Linked DNA regions of Mus musculus: region 2 is linked to region 1. The links are chromatin contacts, called in public Hi-C maps. All regions are on one chromosome and are shown on one strand. The core of a region is the stretch at or near the end of the contact, and the rest is flanking DNA. Distances in the headings are between cores, read along the strand shown.

Evidence for each region. Hi-C and Micro-C count contacts between places; a contact is called where the count stands out from the background.
Region 2: a contact with region 1 is called in a Hi-C map of bone marrow-derived macrophages, with 34 read pairs. The contact joins two enhancer-like sites. A contact is called at or near these places in 2 of 484 Hi-C or Micro-C datasets (the HPC-7 cell line and bone marrow-derived macrophages), 2 of 115 datasets of contacts at active chromatin or transcription factors (embryonic stem cells and stem cell-derived neural progenitor cells) and 2 of 9 other capture datasets (liver and pancreatic islet).

Annotation. Positions count from the first base shown.
Region 1 is chr5:138,826,229-138,829,383 of GRCm38.p6, forward strand. No RefSeq gene overlaps it. Among named protein-coding and RNA genes, the nearest start is that of Gm30206, 2.6 kb to the left of the region's middle. Within about 2 kb of position 1,828, at least 16 of the 459 cell types and tissues checked have an H3K27ac peak or open chromatin away from gene starts, as enhancers often do. A contact at or near this core is called in bone marrow-derived macrophages, where this site is marked.
Region 2 is chr5:139,058,972-139,062,240 of GRCm38.p6, forward strand. The region is part of intron 6 of Prkar1b (protein kinase, cAMP dependent regulatory, type I beta); the gene reads right to left. Among named protein-coding and RNA genes, the nearest start is that of Pdgfa, 66 kb to the left of the region's middle. Within about 2 kb of position 1,765, at least 40 of the 459 cell types and tissues checked have an H3K27ac peak or open chromatin away from gene starts, as enhancers often do. A contact at or near this core is called in bone marrow-derived macrophages, where this site is marked.

The DNA of each region.
Region 1 (3,155 bases), core at 578-3,077:
CAGGTCAGCCTAGGCTACACAGTGAGTTCCAGGCTAACCAGAGCTGCATAGTAAAATCTTATCTCAAAAACATAACAAAACAAAAACCTGTTTTGATGACTCAGTGGGTAAGGTGTCTGCTTTCCTACATTGCACATTCACACAGTAGAAGGAAAATACCAACGCTTGAATGCTGTCCCTTGACATCCATGTACTCTGTGACAATCTACCCAAATATGCACAATCACACAGCATAAGTAAATGCAATATTGTGAAAAACAGGACATGCTATCTACTAGCTGAATCACTATTCAGACGATAAGGTGACCTGGAACAGTCCAGAACCCCCACTGTGGCTCAGCTGCTGGTCTGCTGCTGCACCATGACCAGCCACTTTCTCAGGAGGAGTTACATCAAAAAGGGGAAGAAGAAGGGAAGGAAGGAAGGAAGGAAGGAAGGAAGGAAGGAAGGAAGGAAGGAAGGGAGGGAGGGAGGGAGGAAAAGGAGGGGAGGGGAGAAAATGGAGGGAAGGAGAGGGGAGGACAGGGAAGGGGAGGGAAGGAGAGGGGAGGACAGGGGAGGGGAGGGGAGGACAGGGGAGGGGAGGACAGGGGAGGGGAGGACAGGGGAGGGGAGGGGAGGGGAGGACAGGGGAGGACAGGGGAGGGGAGGGGGGAGAGGAGGGGAGGGGAGGGGAGGGGAGGGGAGGGGAGGGGAGGGGAGGGGAGGGGAGGGGAGGGGAGGGGAGGGGAGGGGAGAAAAGGGCTTGGCCTAATGGCTTGTAATATGATTTTTTGTTGTTGTCCAAACAAACAAACAAACAATCTGTGAACAGTTTCAAAATTACGTTTTCATTTTCATAGTGCACAAAATGCCAGTCACATCCTGGGCAAAAAGTGCCTGGTCCTCACGCTGTCCCACTGTGCAGGAGGGACAGTCCCCAAACCAGTGCAGAGCTTGTGAGGCCCAACAGAAATTAACAGGCTCTTGTATGCACCAGTACAATTACATTCCGGCCAGCTTTAGGCGACTTCAAACCCAGGTTCCAAATAAGATGTGCGTTCACTGAACTGAAACACGGGGTATTAGATTTATAATAAACACAGAGAGAGGTCACATGGTGCTGCCATTTCTCAAGAGGAAATTAAATGAGAATGTCAGGACTTTATTCGGCTTGGCCCTGTGCTCTGTGTAGAATCCAGGTGACAAAGAAGAGCCCTCAGCTAAGGGTGATGCAGCCATCCCCATCTTCACCCAGCTTGGGGACCTGCCACATCCCGGGCTCTGTCACTGGACCTCTCGATGTAGTCCAGGCTGGCCTCTCACTTGAAATAATTCTGTCTCTGCCTCCAGAGCGTTGATATCACAGTTGGGTTTACATTTTCTTTTGAGACAGAGGTAGTCTTGAACCGGGGACCATCCTGCCTCTGCCTCCCAGATGCTCACAGTACAGGTGTGCACCACCACGCCCAACTTCAGGCTCTTTCTGTGTCTTCCTACCCCAATCTGCACTCAGAATAGAATCCAGAGCCTTACACCTGCTAGGCAAGTATTGTGACATTGATCTGAGTCCCCAACTCCCAGACTTTCTTTGTAAGTGTCAGTGGAATTCAAGGAGCAAGGGATATGTGACTGTTTTGGAGGCCACATATTCCATCCTCCTGGACCTCTTGCAATCCCTGAACTGGTGAGAGGACCCCCACTGAGAACTACTCTGCCCTCCAGAGCACATCTGCTGCAGTGCCCCCCAGGGCCTCCACCTCTTATTAACCTCGAATGTAGATGTGGTTGGTCGTGGCTGGAAGGAACTGGGTAGCTTTGCTCCCCAGACAGGAAGTTAGATGAGCAAGACAGCTCTTTCCTGACCAGGGTGACCTCTGAACTTGGGAGGCAGGGACAGCAGCTGGGACTCTGTACAAATCAAGGGATGGCTAAGCCACTGGAAGAAAGGCTGGGCACGGGGCACTGGGATCACTGCAGGAACCTAAGAGTCCAGCAAGGGACCCAGAAGGCCTTGCTAGCCTTTGCCTCTCTGGAAGGTCCCTGAAACAACAAAAGCCAGTCTGCAGGCAGCATCAGCCAGGGGAAGATTGGACCCTTCATGTGGGGTTTACCAGGAGAGTGGCCTTACCTAGCAACCTGAGTGAATGTTCTCTTCAGACAGGTGAAGCTGAGGCGTATGGAGATCAGTCAGGCCTCCACGTTCCCAGTCTAGCTGCATCCAAGTAGAAGAGATTTATGCTTTCTCCCACCCAGGCCACCAATTCCACTTGTCCCCAGCCAGCATTTCCTGGGTACGGAAGCTCTCACCATGCCCCTGTAATGCCTGAGTGCAGGTAGACTCAGCTGGCCGGGGGACCTGCATGTCCAGCAGAAGTGCAAGGGCAGGCCGAGTGGGTATACGTCCTCAACACCAGCACACAGGGTGCAGATCCAGGCACTGATACAAGCACACAGATTCACATGCTTGGACACACACAAGTGGAAGTGTATACATGTGCACACAAAAACACACAGCGATGCTCTGTCCTGCCCTAGGCCACAGAGACCTGGCCTCAGAAGGCTGTGTCCCTGCACTTAAAAGCCACAGGGGTGTTTATGAAGCCAGCAGAGAAGGAAGGCATTACAACAAGGGATTGCATCTGTGAGGCAGGAAGTGTTACAGCATACACCTATACATACACAGCGCAGACATGCACATCACACACCTGCAGTCACGTGTACGTACACACACATACACACACATGTAACACATTTGATCACAGACCAGAGGCCCAGCATGTTTGAAAAACATATGGAAGAGCAAGGATGGCAGCCAGGCCATCAGGAGGGAATGGCGTCTGGTCCAGGGTAGGCTGCTGGCTCTCTCTGACCTGCTGCTGTCACGTCACGCCTCCTGCCTCACACATGCAATCCCTTGTTGTAATGCCTTTCTCCTCTGCTCAGCCTCATAAACACCCCTGTGGCTTTTAAGTGTGGGAACACATCCTTCTCAGCCCAGGCCTCTGTGGCCTAGGGCAGGACAGAGCTTCCAGCCCAGGCAGGACAGTGAACAGCAACAGCAGTGAGCAGTGGGATGCTTCATCACCTCCCTCCATAGGTATGGAGACCTGCCTCAGAGACTTGTGGATCCAGGTGAGTGATTGGCTCTAGGGTCTGGGTCACACGGGACATAG
Region 2 (3,269 bases), core at 515-3,014, 230 kb after region 1:
GGGGAAAGTCAAAGAATATGTGACCCAGAATCCCCTGGGGTCACCCCAACTCTGTCTTTGAGATGGAATTAAAAGATTCTAGGTGACTTTGGTGAGCACAACGGAGGTCACATGTGGACTGGGACACACGGCTCAGTTGGTATCGTGCTTGCTTAGCATTTGTAAAGTTCCCCCCCCCCCGGGGGGGAGGGGGGCCTCCATCCCCAGCATCACATAAATCAGATATGGCCACACAGCTCTGTAATCCCAGCTCTCAGGAGGCGGAGGCAGGAGAATCGGAAGTTCAAGGATATTCTCCAACACCTGAAGAGTCTGAGTTCAGGCTGGGGGGAAACAAAAGGGAAAAAATGGAGGAGGAAGAATAAGGGATAGAGGAGAAAGAGGGAGGGGGAGGGCAGACTCATGTTCCAAGGAAAGGATGGGCCCAGATCAGAAGCCACATGAGCTCCCAGGTTACGGCAGTGGGAGTGTCTAGTCTTCTGTTGTCACTAAGGTCAGCATTTATCAACACTCCACTGCAGACAAGAGGAGCAGGGCCTGGAGGGTATTGAAGGATGAATAAGAGTTTGCAAGGCAGAGGAGCAAAGCTACGAGCAGAGAATTCCGGGGAAGCCCAGCCCTGAGGTGTAAGCTGCTGGTCACTAATTTCCTGTTGATCGCCCATCATCCACCCCATGAAGTGACCACAGCACCCCCAGGGCAGATCCGTGTTGACTATTCCCAGGGGTCCAATGGGAGCTGGCAATGCCACTGGAGATCAAGAGTTAGCAGGCTGGAAGGAGAAGACAGAGCAATGAGCGGTGGGTTTAGGGCCAGGAATGGGCAACAACCCAGGCTCACAGCTTGGGAGAGGAGCTATGGGTACAAACTATGGGGGTTTGGTAGAATATTTGCCTGACCTGCAAGAAACCCCAGATTACATTCCCAGCATGGTATAAACCAATGCTGTCATCTCAAGTCTCAGGAGATGGAGGCAGGAGGCTTGACAGTTAAGGATCATCCTTGGCTACATAATGAGTTTAGGCTAGCCTGAGCTACATGAGACCTTATTTTTTATTTTATTTTATTTTATTTTATTTTATTTTATTTTATTTTATTTTGGGTTTCTCTGTGGAGCCCTGACTGGAACTCACTCTGTAGACTAGACTGACCTTGAACTCAGAGATCTGCCTGCCTTTGCCTACAAGTGCTAGGATTAAAGGCATGTGCCACTACGACCTGGCAACCCCCATCTTTAAAAACAAAAAAACAAACAACAACAAAAACCCCCAAACAACCATAAAGCAAAAATTAAAAATGAGTTACCCATGCCTCCCACCAATATCAATCCATCAAAGCAACTTCCAACAGAGAGAGCAGCGGTCCTTGGGACCCACTTATACAAGCTACTAGGGGCAAAGGCCTTCTCCCCTCCCTACCATAGGCCAGTAACCAAGTTGTTTTCTGAGCTGGGTTCTTCATGGATGTTTGTTTTAACCTGAAGCTAGGGCACAGCAGAGCCTAACTAACATCAGAACCTCTTTTTAATCGTCTGCCTCATGCTTCCTCTTGAGTGAGTAGCCCAAGGGATCACGACCTCCCAACTCAGTTTCCTTGTTTGGGGAGACAGGAGGCCCTGCCTCCCCTGAGACCCAGACCAGGGGTTGAGCTGTCAGATTCACGGGGTCAGCTTTGCGTGTGCCCCACTCGGGACGCCTGAGTGACTCACTTCCTATGTGGTGTCTCCGGAAGCAGGTGGGCCAGTGCGGTTCCCAGAAATGCATTGTGGGACAAAGTTGGGCTGCTGGGGAAATCAGAAAAGGATTTTCCCAGAAATAGCCTGGCTGGACATAGACTTAGGAGCAGAGGCCAGGCCCAAAATAGCTCACCTAACCCCAGGGCACCAGGCAGGGTGTGGTCGAGACACCTCCGAGGCAAGGAGGGCACAGCAAGTCCCCTCGGACAGGTGGAGCATAAGCTATGGCTAATTAGAAGGTGAGGCTAAGCTGAGCCACAGCCCAGCAATGACCCTGGGGCTGGCCTAGGAACTGACCCACAACGCTGAGGACCCTGAAATGTCCTGGGCAGACTCTGTCCCTGCCCTCTGTTCCATCTAGAGACAGAATTCAAGAAATGGATCACAGAAAGTAGCCCCAAATAAGCAATTGATCAGGGCAGGGCATGTGGCACACCTGCTGATACCACCCCGAAGAGCTGACATAGATTACAACACTAAAGGAGAAGCAGATACTCAGAGTGACAGCAAGAGCAAGTGAGGGGACACCCATCAGGACGATACCAGCCCAGGCCCAGGGGCAGTCCATCAGTAGGTCAGACTCCCGCAGGCAAGAGGAGGTCCCAGACTGACTCAGAGATCAGTGTCATCACACTGCTTGGGAGGAGGATGTAAGAAAGTAACCATGGGCTCCCTATGTCAGAAGGGACAAAGACATAGAGGATTTGGATAGAAAACAGACCCCGAGCTCAGGGAAACATGTTCTGACAACAGGAGCCAGACAAGGGGACATAAGTGCCATCCCAATCAGAGAACTCTGGGGGGCGGAGGGGGGGGGCTTGGGCAGGGGTGGCCATGGAGGTAGAAGGAGGGAGGGCCAGCTGAAAGCATGAGGAGGGGTCTCTAGAGGGCATGCTTCTAACATTACAGTGAGAGTGTGGGAGAGTAGGGGATGCTCTATAAACACGTGAGCTCTTTGTTCTGACAGTCCCTTGGTGAAGCTTGGGTGCATGCTGGCACAAAAGCTGACAGTCACCCCATGTCACATCAGTACCTCTAGGGTCTACAAACATGGAAGCTACTGCCCATGTGGTAATCGCGAACATCCACTGTAAGCCCCCAGAGTTTGCAGGCTAAACTAGCTTGCTAGTCAAAGAGAACATCTTAGGCTGCTTTCCACGCAGACGCTCTGTGAAAGCAAAAAAAGAACCCCACTGGGCCTGCACCTGCCAGACACAGCTCTCTTTCCAAACTGGGCTTTTATAGTCTTATACTATCATTTAGACGAAATGCTTTCTTGATCTTGAATAAGACAATTGAAATAAGGCTGGGGGCAGGGTGTGGCTCAGCACTGAAGCTCCTGCCTAGACTCCCCCAGGGAGGGGCTGGGGGCATGGCTCAGTGGTGGAGCCACTGCCTAGACTCCCCCAGGGAGGGTCTGGGGGCGTGGCTCAGTGGTAGAGCCCCTGCCTAGAATCCCCCAGTGAGGGGCTGGGGGCGTGGCTCAGTGGTAGAGCCCCTGCCTAGACTCCCCCAGGGAGGGTCTGGGGGCGTG